Linked DNA regions of Gossypium hirsutum: regions 2 and 3 are each linked to region 1. The links are chromatin contacts, called in public Hi-C maps. All regions are on one chromosome and are shown on one strand. The core of a region is the stretch at or near the end of the contact, and the rest is flanking DNA. Distances in the headings are between cores, read along the strand shown.

Evidence for each region. Hi-C and Micro-C count contacts between places; a contact is called where the count stands out from the background.
Region 2: a Hi-C map of leaf shows a contact between it and region 1, with 1.9 times the contacts expected there. The contact joins the promoter of LOC107914624 here to the promoter of LOC107914677 in region 1. A contact is called at or near these places in 3 of 34 Hi-C or Micro-C datasets (all in leaf).
Region 3: a Hi-C map of leaf shows a contact between it and region 1, with 2.5 times the contacts expected there. The contact joins the promoter of LOC107914639 here to the promoter of LOC107914677 in region 1. A contact is called at or near these places in 11 of 34 Hi-C or Micro-C datasets (hypocotyl, leaf, petal and 1 more).

What each region holds. Positions count from the first base shown.
Region 1 is chrD08:9,999,318-10,003,578 of Gossypium_hirsutum_v2.1, reverse strand. It overlaps LOC107914677 (N-terminal acetyltransferase B complex catalytic subunit NAA20), which reads right to left and starts at 2,569. Exons shown (of 6, transcript XM_016843675.2): 1 at 2,183-2,569; 2 at 1,980-2,070; 3 at 1,600-1,732; 4 at 895-964. The coding sequence starts at 2,260. It overlaps LOC107914671 (pre-mRNA-splicing factor 18), which reads left to right and starts at 2,573. Exons shown (of 3, transcript XR_005917495.1): 1 at 2,573-3,418.
Region 2 is chrD08:10,205,870-10,210,130 of Gossypium_hirsutum_v2.1, reverse strand. LOC107914624 (probable transmembrane GTPase FZO-like, chloroplastic) reads right to left here and starts at 1,999. Exons shown (of 12, transcript XM_016843582.2): 1 at 1,175-1,999; 2 at 367-920; 3 at 138-206. The coding sequence starts at 1,679.
Region 3 is chrD08:10,152,823-10,157,083 of Gossypium_hirsutum_v2.1, reverse strand. It overlaps LOC107914639 (RAN GTPase-activating protein 1), which reads right to left and starts at 1,860. Exons shown (of 3, transcript XM_016843608.2): 1 at 1,587-1,860; 2 at 1,299-1,377; 3 at 1-118. The coding sequence starts at 107.

The sequences.
Region 1 (4,261 bases), core at 1,320-3,819:
AGATATGGAGCAATAAGCCATGAGCTAATGCTACTTAGACAAGCCCAACTTACATTGAACTTAAGACAAGATAATGACTTACAACAGAAGTAATTTTGACTTTAACTGTATAATTTCTTCTCATGAGGATGGAAGGTAAATTCAATTGAAGTATTTGTTTAACCAACTCACATCACATAAAATTTTAGAGGGGCCTTAAATTTGTTTAACCTTAGTGTGATTTCTCCTTTCCTCTTTTTCCAATTTCTTCTTCTTCTATCTCTCATAACATGAAGAAGAAAGCATTAATACTGGTACAAGTATGACCATCCGTACTTCTCAGTTTAAACTCTGAATCCTAATTTTCTTAAAAAGCATAGAACTGAAGGTATTTTACAGATCTCATTAGCATCTCTTTTATCCGAAAATCATTGGTGCTCCATCCAATTCACTTGATCATGACTCAAGGTGATTAATTCATCCTCTGCAACATCATAAACCAATCTCATCCCCATGGAACATGCACCAGAAACAAATACGCATACAGAGATCAAAGATTAGAAAACAAAATTCTGGATTTACCTTGCTGTTACCCACTAGTGAAGAATAATGTGCAATTAGGCATGATAGCCACATTTTACAAACTTCACCAAATCAAACATTTTCTTGCCATTTTCCCTGATTCTAACAGGCAATGCTTAATTCTCATGCAAACATAGAAGACATGGAGTGCCTTATGCATGTACATGCAAACACACTTCCAATGACATGGGAAAACAGTGATTGCAGAACATAGGAGAAAAAATCTGAACAACAGCACCGACATACATCTCAAACTGCATGCCAGGCAGTACAATCTTAAGGGGAAAAGTATGATGTAATAACGTCCAAAATGGAAAGTTCTAGAATTATTACCTTCTCATACATCTTTATAGCTGGTGTATTAGAAGCTCTCACAAACAGATCCACAAAATATGCCTTGTCTCTGCCAAAATAAATTATTCTATTAAAAAAATACTAGAGTATATTAAACAAAAAAGAAAATCATGCATACTATATAATTTTGCATTAGATCAAGATGCATTATAAAATTGGCTGACATGAAAGTACAAAGCAAGATAAAACTAATCAAGCATGACCAAATTTAAAACAACTTGAAGCTCGAAGTGCACTGTAAATTATTTTTTTAAATAATACCAGAAACAAAACAAAATCATTTTCGACTCAGCAATTACAAGTTAGTTTCAAAGGACAATCTCCTACACAGAACTACAAGATGACCTAGCTTGTTAGCCAGTTACTTAACCTTCACCATTTGAACCAAAAATGTTTGTGTTCAGAAACTTGTATTAGTTTCATCATAAATATCTAATAACGAACCTTATAACTATCTTAGCAGTTCATATTACAGAATGAATAAAACATGGAGCAAATTTCTGAAAGGATGAAATATATATATTAAAGAATTTAGTAGTCTGATAATTTCTAATCTTGCAATCAGTCCTAAAATTTTATTAGAAAACTTAATACTTCTGTAATTTCTAGTCTTGTAACCAGCCCTTGCTGCAGACTAGCTGCAGACAGAATTTACTCAAATCAATGAACAATAAATGTACTTACATCTTATCACTGATATCTTCCAAAAGGTTCATCAGTTTCTTAGCCAGCTGCTGCCTACGATATTCTGGCGCTACAGTGACTGCCGTTACATGGCCATGCCAAGACTCACCTTGCCCCTCAACTTTCCCCATAACTGCAACCAATTTCAAAGGAATTAAAGCTAGATGCACCAATCCCAAAACATCATTGCCAGTTAAAAGCATATCCCTATTCAAATCAAACCTTGAACGTGACCGATAAAATGTAATTCCAATTACTTATAGTAATAAACTAAATACAGAAGACAATGAACATCAGAAATAGAACCCAAATCTTTCTTTTCACAGTATCAGTGTTAAAATTCCAGTTACATAAATAAGAACGAAGAACAGAAAGCTTACTGTAACCCATTATTCGATTGCCGGGGCCTTCAGCTACATGAAAGTAATCGGGCCATCGAGCTAAATATGTCATGTAAAATGACATGTTAAACTGTAATAATAACACAATTATCATTGATGGAAACAATTTACAACTCGTCCAAGCATTTGCCAAGTTCAAAAAAAAGAAAGATAAACTAAAAGGCAAGAGTTTTAAAGCTTACGGTTTCCGTTAAGTGGTCGAGATTGACAGATGCGAAACGAAGAAGATCATTGCAGCAAAATCGGCGTATAGTCGTCATCTCAATCTTCTTCGGCTACCGGTAATGGAAGCTTAATGAAACGCAGGGCTATCAGAACGGTGGTTCAAACTTCAAAGGTCAATGATGCCATCGGCCGAAGAGATAAAGCAGGTCCTTTGGATTATATTTGGGTTGGGCCATTTAAATTCACATTTTTTGGTTTGGACTTGAAAATTCCTTTTAGGCCTACTCGAATCCATTTGAATATTGAAACGGTTAGTCAAGAACCTGAGAAAATGGCCGACCGTCGATCCGTCATTATCTTCAACGAAACTCAGATCAAGCCTCGGAGATGACCATAATCGATCCTAAATGGATCTTCTCAAAGAAGAGCTTCTCAAGAAACGGCAAAGTTTAGCTCAGAATACCGGCGAAAAGCGCGTATTCAAACGCTCCGAGATAGAACAAAAGCAAATCCAAAAGCTTCGCGAGCAAGAAAAACGCGAACTCGAAGCGAAATCTCACCGCCAATCCACTGCATCCCCCTCCAATGTCAGCGATACTTCCGCCAAACCTAACCCCTCCGCTTCCAGCACGGCATCCACAATTGCAACTTCCACCGCCGGTTCCTCCAAATCCCTCACCGATGAACAAAACATTGACAACCTCGACCTTCCAAGGCAAGAAGTCATCCGCCGCCTTCGCTTCCTCAAACAACCTATTACGCTCTTCGGCGAAGATGACGCAGCTCGTCTCGAAAGGTTAAAATACGTCTTAAAAGCAGGTCTTTTCGAGGTCGACAGCGATATGACTGACGGTCAAACCAATGACTTCTTGAGAGACATTGCCGAGCTGCGGAAGCGGCAGAAGACGGGGATTTTGAGCGATAGGAAGAGAAAGGATAGGGAAGAAGGGGAAGGAGGAGGACAGGATAGGGAAGAAGAAGGGGGAGGAGGAGGAGGAGAGTTGAGTGGTGATGGTGGGTCCAGCGGAGTCGATATGGATAAGGATTTGAAAAGAATGAAGGCGAATTTCGATGAGCTGTGTGATGAAGATAAGATTCTGGTGTTTTTCAAGAGGTTGTTGAATGAGTGGAAACAGGAGCTGGATGATATGGGTGAGGCTGAAAAGAGAACGGCAAAAGGGAAGTCCATGGTAGCCACGTTTAAGCAGTGCGCTCGTTACTTGAATCCATTGTTCAAGTTCTGTAGGAAGAAGGTAAACATATTTTCGCTGATTTGAATTATTGCAGCTTCCTTCTTTTTCTTTATATGTTAGCAAGTTAAATGGAGTATAGGTTTTCTAACTAAAGGAATTGAAATTTTACTTGACATACTAATGAAATCGGTAAGAATTAAATTGTTAGACTAGCTGTTTGTTAGATCAAAACTAGAGGTACAGGACTTTTATTTGCTAGTTCAGAAGACTGCAATGTTGAGAGATGTTCTGTGACTTCTGTTCCCTTAATCTGGGGGTCTAGAGATGGGCGAAGCTAAAGAAATTAATGAGTTGAATTATTACTCTACTGCTATTCACATATATTCATGGTATCTTCGAGTTGGAATTCTAGTGATCAAAGTGTTATTGGTGTCTGAATGTCTGTCGCTTTCTCATCTCTTGTTTTGAGATTTATTCCCTTTGAACGCTCAAACAGTTGCTTGGTTAGGGGACAGAAACCATGATGATCCGTAATTTTTAATATTTTCTTAGCAAGTGTTCCCCACTAAGTGGCCACATCTACTGGTGTGATATCAAATGATCAAAGGCTTCCTGTTTCCCCAAGCTAATGGGAGCATAGGTTCTCTTACAGGTATGTGTAGGCTAGTGGAGGCTAAATTAGGAAGAATATTAATATTGTGTGCCTGCATGAGACTAAATGGATGGGCAAGAAAGTTAAACCCATTGGTAAATAGGGTCGCAAATTATGGTATAAAATTCAAGTTGAGATGGGAATAGGAATTGGATAGGTATAATTTAAGACTGCCCTTTATCTTTTGGTCAGAAACATTCATTATAAGCACTAAACTGAATAACTAACTCAACCAACTTAACTAACTAGCT
Region 2 (4,261 bases), core at 750-3,249, 210 kb before region 1:
GAAAGTGAATGGAAAGTAAATAGTCATTCTATGGGTATATGTTCTCAAATAAAGAGATAGGCATTCATTTGAAATTTAGAGCTAATACCAATGCAATCCCAGCAACCAGAGTTTGTTGAAGTTCAGCACACAATTACCACTATAGCCAGTAGAAATGGCTCATCAATCTGAGCAACAGCATCAATAAGAAGTGAAATCTCCTCCATCTGGAATTTAAAACACGCAAAGATTCAACCAAAAACGGGAAAAAAAAATTGTCAATCGAAAACACAGAGATTCAACCAAAAAAGGAAAAATAAATAATTGACAATCTCATAACCATTATGGAAAATAACTAAAACTACCAAAGCTTAATTAAAAGATCACCAGAGGTGAAGCTTTCTGGAAGACATTTATTGCTTTGGTTAACACTGATCTCTCCTTCTCGATAAGTTGTTTTTCTCTATCTTCCACTTTAATAAAACCCGCCACACCCACTTTCTGGTGAGAGCCACGATCGATATCCGCCATTTCTAGTTCAACGATGCTCTCATCCTGACGTTTGTTATTAGTTGTATATACAGTGTTAAAAAACTCGCTCAAAACATCATCGGTAAACAACCTCAAATCTTCCAATGACAAAACTACACCACTAGCACCTGATTTGAAAATCTTGGTCAACTCAGTATATGATGGCACCTCTGCTTGTGAATTATTATTAACAACAAAGATCGGTATCTTCACATTTTCATAGACAGCCTTCATTGCCGTATTGGCGTGCTCTTCTTGACCCAGATCATATATAAGAAAATCAGCACCTTCAGAACTTGAAGCATTTAAAGCAGAATCTGAAGATTGCACGGTCCTAGCTACCAAAGGGAGAAAGACAGAATCTGATTTTGAATCCATCATTGTGTTTCTTGCGATTATGGCAGGAAGGCCTGTAAAGGAAGCATTTCTCGTAAACAAATACAACGATGTTGGATATAGGTACAAATGCATTTGATATGACTGAAGACTTTAACAGCTTTACTTTAACATTGGGTCGATTTCATTTTGAAAAACAAGCATGACAATTTCATTACTTTAAACTCTGATAAGCTTTTGAAAAGAAATAAATCCACTTTTACGTGAATAGTCCAATAACCTTGAATAAGCAAACTTTAGAAGAAAAAAGAAAAAGGCAAAAGCCCACCTTGATCAGAGAGGACCACGCCACTAGCACCGACAGCGGCGGCAATGTCAACGCGCTCCGCGATCAAAAGATAAGCGCGATCTTTAACAACCGCTTTTAACGAACGGGCAGCTTCATAAACCCTGCCGCCACTTCCTTCACCACCATTGAGCACTACAAGGCCAACCCATTTGGAGACGGCCTTGTCAATGAAATCGAGCGCATTGTCGTCAGCCAAGACGTCGTTGGGGTCCAACTGGAGAACAAAATTAGGGACCTTGATCTCGGGACGTTTGTAGCCACCAGGGAATAGAGTTCTGGGAGGCTGCTGGTTTTGAGGGCCTTGGGGTCCAAGCTGTTGGGAAGTAGAGCTGAAAGAATTGGTGGAAAGGGAGGGTTTCGTCGGAGGAAGAAAGCGGCGAAAAGGGGATTTAGTAAAGCGAGAGGAGAAAGGAGGAGATGGGCTGAAGTGGAAAAGAGCGGAGGAGGGAGAGGCGGGGAACCGGAGGGAAAGGAGAGGGATCATCGAAAAGGAGAAAAAGGGAACTTCTTTTTTGTGGGATACTTACTTGTGGTAAGTGAAGCAAGTAATTTGGCTATGGAGGCAGAGATTAGAAAAGAAGAAAGGGTGGCGGTTGAGCGAAACAGTGAGTGTTAAGAGAGATGTTATCGTCTTATCCTTATGGAGATATGAGTGATACCGATGAACCCACCACCAATTTGCTAAAAATAAAAATCTGACGGTCACTATGCTAAGAAGCCGTAATGGGCAGCTTTTAGTTCATTGGATTGGAGAGCTTTTGAAAGACAAAAATAGGTGGGAGACCCACTTGACTGAATTCAATTGCATCCCACCGCCATGGCAATTCGCAAAACCAAAACTTGCTTTTCCGAACAAACATTTTGTTAACAAAAGTTCAATTGTTTAATAATTTTGTAGTGTTTGTTGTTCTTACTTTCTCTATTAAATTTGTTTTCTTTTCTTGCATGTGACTTTAACCATTTGGCCATAAAAAAAGTTACATGATGGACATGTAGTTAATTAACAAACTAGGATTTTTCTTTTAAATTTAAATTATTCTTTTTATGTTTTACTACTCCACGTAATCAAGTTACTAATAAAGAATCCAAAAAAACTCATATAAAGGAATTAGATCGGTCTCAACCCGTTCGAAAATAGGAAGAGTTTAGGCAAAGATATAAGCTCAAAAAATAGGTTTAGACAAGAAAGTAATGTATGTTTAAAAACGAGCCAGGCCTCAAGTAATGCTTTTTTGGCCCTAGCCTGAATATGGAAAAAATGATTTTTTTTATTGTTTGCTTGTTGTTTTTTCTTGTTTTCTTGTTTTTTCTCACTATTTTACTATCATTTCACAATTATGTTGCTACTATTTAGATATTGTATAACTCTTGTTTTATTGTTAATTTTGTTACTATTTTAGAGGCATTTGCTTCTTAAGTTGCACCTATCTTAGTATTATTTAAGTATACATATTTTTTAAAATTTATTGGGAAATATTTATTTTAATATTTTTAGTATTTTTTATATATTATATTTTTTAAAAATATATATATATAAAATTAATATAGATAGACCAGACCTAGATTTTAACATTTTTTATCTAAGCCAAACATACTACATCCTGGAATAGATGCTTCCACCTGTTTGGGATTCAAGAAAACGAAATTAAACATCATACTGCGTAATATATATATATCTAACAAAGACTATTAACACCCTTACGCTCTCCCTCACCACATTCACCCCATTTTACACCTACTACCAGTCTCGACCTCCATGTGTCCATTTTCATCATCTCCCTCATAACTTCCTCCTCTTCATTGTCAATCTTACCACCCATTCACCATGTCAAACAAGTATCCAGTACAGCCGTATGGGTGTAGATATACTCCTACACATCTCTTCGACCTCTTTCATCTCCACTGTCTTTCAGGCACAACCCTCCTCACACCCACCCTCGTGCCCTTATCATCTCCACCCCATTTTATGTCTCCACCATCCTGTCTCTACTTTCACCATCTCCCTCATCACCTCATTCTCATTATTATAAGTTTTAACACCCTTTCACTGTGTCAAAGGTTAACAGTTCTTTTAAATAATTAATCTACATGTTTTTAACTTGAGAGAAAAAAAAAACCTTACCGAGAACTTAGACAGGAACAGACTATTGAAAAGTCAGTTGATAATTAGTTTGAGTAGTTAGCTTCATTGTTAATATAGTTAGTCTATTAGCAAATAATCTATAAAAGGTCAATAAGTTTGTAATTATGGTTTAAGACACTTATTATAATTATTGATATTACAGAGTATTTTTTTCATTCATGATCAGTTTTTCAACATGGTATCAGAGCTCCAGTGATTGCTAACTTTTCGGTCACCAAAGTCCGGTTACAAAATCTGCTTGGTTTGCTGATTCGCTGTTACTTCATTTCGAGTTATGAAGGTTGAAAACTAAGTCTTTTTTTTTTTGTTTTTCTGTTGGCCCATTACATTTTTTGGTGGGTGTGGTCCAATTTGTGTGGTCCAATTGGTAATTTAGGGCTTTTTTTTGTTTGTGGCAGTTTTCTCTTATTTGCATCATTCTTGATTGATAGACTTCTCTGCTTCAATACTGGTTGGTTTGTAATCATAGTGAATCTTTTTGATTTGGTTATTGATTTTAATCACCCTCTTTACTTGCATCCATCGGATACTCTAGGTGCATTGTTGGTATCTCATCAGTTGCTTAGAGTTGATAATTATAATGTCTAAAGTCGGTCAATGAAGATTGCACTATTAGCCAAAAACAAATTAGGTTTTGTGGATGGTACTTGTTTTAAAGAGTCGTTACCAGATGAGTTGGGATATCAATGGGAGCGGTGTAATGCTATTGTATTATCTTGGATTCTAAATACAGTTAGCAGTGAGTTCTCAGCCAGAATCATTTTTGCCTCTAGCGCAACAGCTGTATGGAAAGATCTTAGGGAATATTTTCATAAGGTTGATGGCTTTAGGGTTTATTTTTTACATCTTGAAATTATTTCGCATCTTCAAGGTACTAATTCTATATTTGTGTACTTCACTAAGCTGAGACTGTTTTAGGATGA
Region 3 (4,261 bases), core at 611-3,110, 150 kb before region 1:
AGATTCTTCGTCATCCGCTCTACAAGCATCAGCCTTGTACCATGACTAGGTGGCCACAATTTCACTGACAGCGAGCGTTGTTGAAATGCTTGCGTTCCAGATTCCATATCTAATTGACCTAGGACCACCAGATATTGCAAATACATAATAAAGATGAGATGACAAAATATAGGACCCATAAATGTAACAAAAACCAAAGCAATCAACAAAGCTGAAGTTCTTGTTAAATTAAGTAATTATACAACATAGTAAGAACATGAGTGGAACACCTAAAAATGGCATAGAACAAATAAAAATTGAAGAAACCAAAATCTCAGCAATTTTGTAACACTAAAAAGGAAACTTAATTTCCAAATCCACCCCGTATGAACAGCATATAGGTTCTGGCTATGAAATTCTTATCATGATAGATCCATTAGCCAATTCCTTCACAAGCAGTTTATGCAACTTTAGTAAGAAATAACCAAAAGCAGTCTTATTTTATTCTAACTGAACCAGAATGACTTCAATTACATGTTATTCTTACAGCAGAACCAATTACCAAAATGACATTAGCAATACTGACGGTGATAGCATGCGGCCATCAAAGGATCAGAAAAATGTAAGCATTATCAATGATAGCTGAGTAGCAAATCCTAGATTCTACAAACCAGAGTTTTGATGGAATGAGCAAAAGTGAAACAGTAAAGGCAATGATAATTATGGAGGATTGTAGATAAAGTTACATTCCTTGGGGGAGGGGGCATACAAAATTGAAACTAACCGATAAGAGTAGATCTAGATTCATTGTATCTTTGGTCCATGAACATCATATGTAGCAACATCTTACAAACAAGTTAAAACTTCCGCATTTGCAAACAGATCACCCAATCAAGAATAGAGAGTTTAGGTTCTTGTGCACATATGCCCTTCTCCCCTAATTCTAAAGTTATTGAGCAAAATATATTGCACACGTAATCAAAAGCCATCTCTCTTCTCCGAAAAGAAGAGTCATCTCAAGCCTATTTCACATTGATTTAGTATTAATCCTTCATTACCAATCATTATGTTGTCAAGAAATCATATAGAGATGACATAAAACATCATGTGAAAAAAGATAAACTTGCAGTTAATTTATCCAATCAAACGTTGGGCTTTAAGAGTCCACGTCAACTTAACAAACAAACAATGAGAAACCTTGTTAATCTTGCACCACCCGAAAATCAAAACCCTAAAAGTGTGAACTCACAAAATTACTGAATGCATAATATGTAAGTGAAAATAAATAAATACATTTAAATAAGAGTTCAATTTCTTACGCCTAATACTAACTGGTTAGCAAAAAGGACAAAAAATCGATAACTTTGTTAACCTTGCACCACCCGATTCAACGAGAACCTGAAAAAAAAACCCAATAGTTTATCCACTTAAATTTCTTGCTCGCGACTATATAAAACCAACTAAACAAGTAGTATAAACAAGAAGCAGGTAAGAAATGAAAGAAACCCTAGAGTGTTTGTTTTTCTCGAGAAAGAAAGAAGGAAGGAAAAACGAAACCCTAGACTAGGAAGAGAAAAAAAGAAGGATGGGTTAATTAAATTAAACACCTTTATCTCCGCTTTCTTTCAGAGTATCATGGTTTTGAGGATTGGGATTTTAGAAAAGAAGGAAAGAGGGAGAAGCCTTTTTAAATGGTGAAGAGTGGTGCAAGCGAGAGTAATGATGGAAATGGGGGGGATAAAGAAAAACCCAAAAATGAATGCGTGCCCTTCGAGCGAATTGGAGGGAAATTAAATGACGGCTTTTTTACTTCAAAAAGAGATGCGTAGGTTTTCCGCTTCCATTTTAATGTCAATTTACTAGTTAGCCCCTACTTTCTTCTGTTTTTAACAGTTCAGTTCCATTATTATATTTGGGCTTCAATCTAATTCAAAACCATTGGGTCTATGTTTACCAAGAAATTGGGTTAGCCATGAATTTAAAATTGACTTCTAGGCCCTCTTTTGCAAATAAAAAAATTTACTTTTAATTAATTTATAAATTTAGAAAGAAATTTTTATTTTCTAATTAAATGAATGGATCTAAATGGTAAATCGATTTGTGAGTAAATATACGTGTCAAACTTTTTATATGCATCATTGAAATCAACAACAAAAAAATGTTTTGTTGAATTAGCTATGTATCTTTTTTATACAATATCAAGTAGTGAATCAAGGTTATCGTTTGAACTCGTATTAAATAAGTGATTAATAAGATTCATACAAATCAAAATAATTATAATTTAAATTAGGATGGTATTTAAATAAAATAAAATAATAATTCCAATAAAATATTAATTTCTCTATATTTTTCTATTTATTAGAGTTCACATTATAACATAAATAAATGTTAAAAAAAAGGCACAACAAACAAAATTTTGGCATTACCTAATTTTTGGACCCAAGATAGAGTAGTAGAGTAATGATCATCAATTACTGATGGCACCTAAGCTTTATAAAGTTTATTTAAATACAAGGAAAACAGTACCCAAATGAATTAACTGGAGAATTAATAAATTTTGATATTTTTATGTTTAAAATTTTTATAATATTATCAATTGAGTTAAAGCTCGATTGATATGGGCAATAAAATCAATACAGGATGACATGAGTTTGAGTAAACTAAAGCGCATTATCCTCTTATTTATGATTTAAGGAAGGGTTATAGATAATTCTAGACATTTTATAAAAAAAAATAGGATTCAAACCTATAATAAAATTATTCAAAAAAATTCATAATATTCATATATCTATACCATCTTAGCATTATTTTTATATTATATTTTAAGTTTTTATGAAAAATATTATAAATTATTTTTATCAAATATTAACTATTTTTTATATTGTATTAGATGGATAATTTTTTTTAAATACAGTTTCTGTTACTATCTTGTCATTAGCAGCACCTAACTAACATTGACCTGACAAGACAGAGTAACCACCCAACATAGTTGTTTACTTGCTTTTAGCCTTTAGGCTGCCAAGATCTATTTTAACCTTGTTGTGTAAAAATTATAAGAGTATTAATTTAAAATATTCAAACTCATGGACTTGATAAAAAGGATTTATTTTTTATGAAAAATATTTATATTTTCTATTTTTTTATACTTAATATATTTCAATTATAAATAATAAAATTTTAATTAGTTATAAAAATATTTTAATTATTATAAACTGTATTACATTCTAATATTAGACTTAATACATTTTGCAATTAATATATAAGTTTTTTTCGAGTTACACTTATAATTACAATTACAATTATAGAGAATTCATCTAAATAATCATAATTAAAATTAATCATTATAAAATACGATCAATCTTATACCTAGAATAAATCTACATAAAGTCCGCATTAATGGAACATAAATTAGAATAAATAGTTTATATAGAGTTAAAGTTCGTTTGGCCTTAACCTTACCATTAAGTTGAGGTTTCATTTAAGGTAAATTTAAAAAGAAAATATTATCAATCATAATTATATTTTTTTATTTTGTAATATTTTTTATGTAAATGGATATTATATATTTAAATATTTTATTGTTCTGATTTTTTTTATTTATTGAAATTTATATATATTTCAATTCCATTAAACATGAGCATCATAAGTCAAGTTCTAAACAGATAAATGTGCCACATGCCACATTCTATTGATGTCATATATTAATTAGTTTTCTAACGTGGTTACAAAAAATTGGATTGTGCCAGGTAACGAAATGGTTGTCTAACATAAATGTGGGACAATAAAATTAGATGTTAAATTGAGACAACGAATATAGTTCGAGAGCCAAACTGAGCGTTAAATATTCTTGAAACCATAGGGTAAGTATGTTTCACACTAAGCCTACAAAGGGAAATGCATTTTACATTAAGGCAGCGTTTAGTATAATAAAAAGTGATCACTTTCCTAGAAACTTAATTAATTGAAAAGTGATTCCAATATTTGTTATATTATAATTTAATTACTTAGAATTTAATATTCTCGTGAACATAACAATGTGATTCTTATGGTAAAATATGGGAAAGATACATTTTTATGTAGAAGAAAAATTGTAAAAAAATATTAAGACAAAATTAACCCTATTTTATTTTGCTTTAGGGCATTAACTTGTTAAATGGTAATGTGAAATATTATTGTAATTAAAATATTTTTAATAATAAATTGTATTGTGAAATATTAAATATATAAATAAGAATACATTTTGAAAATTATCATTATACTTTCAGCAGAGTGTTTAGTGAAC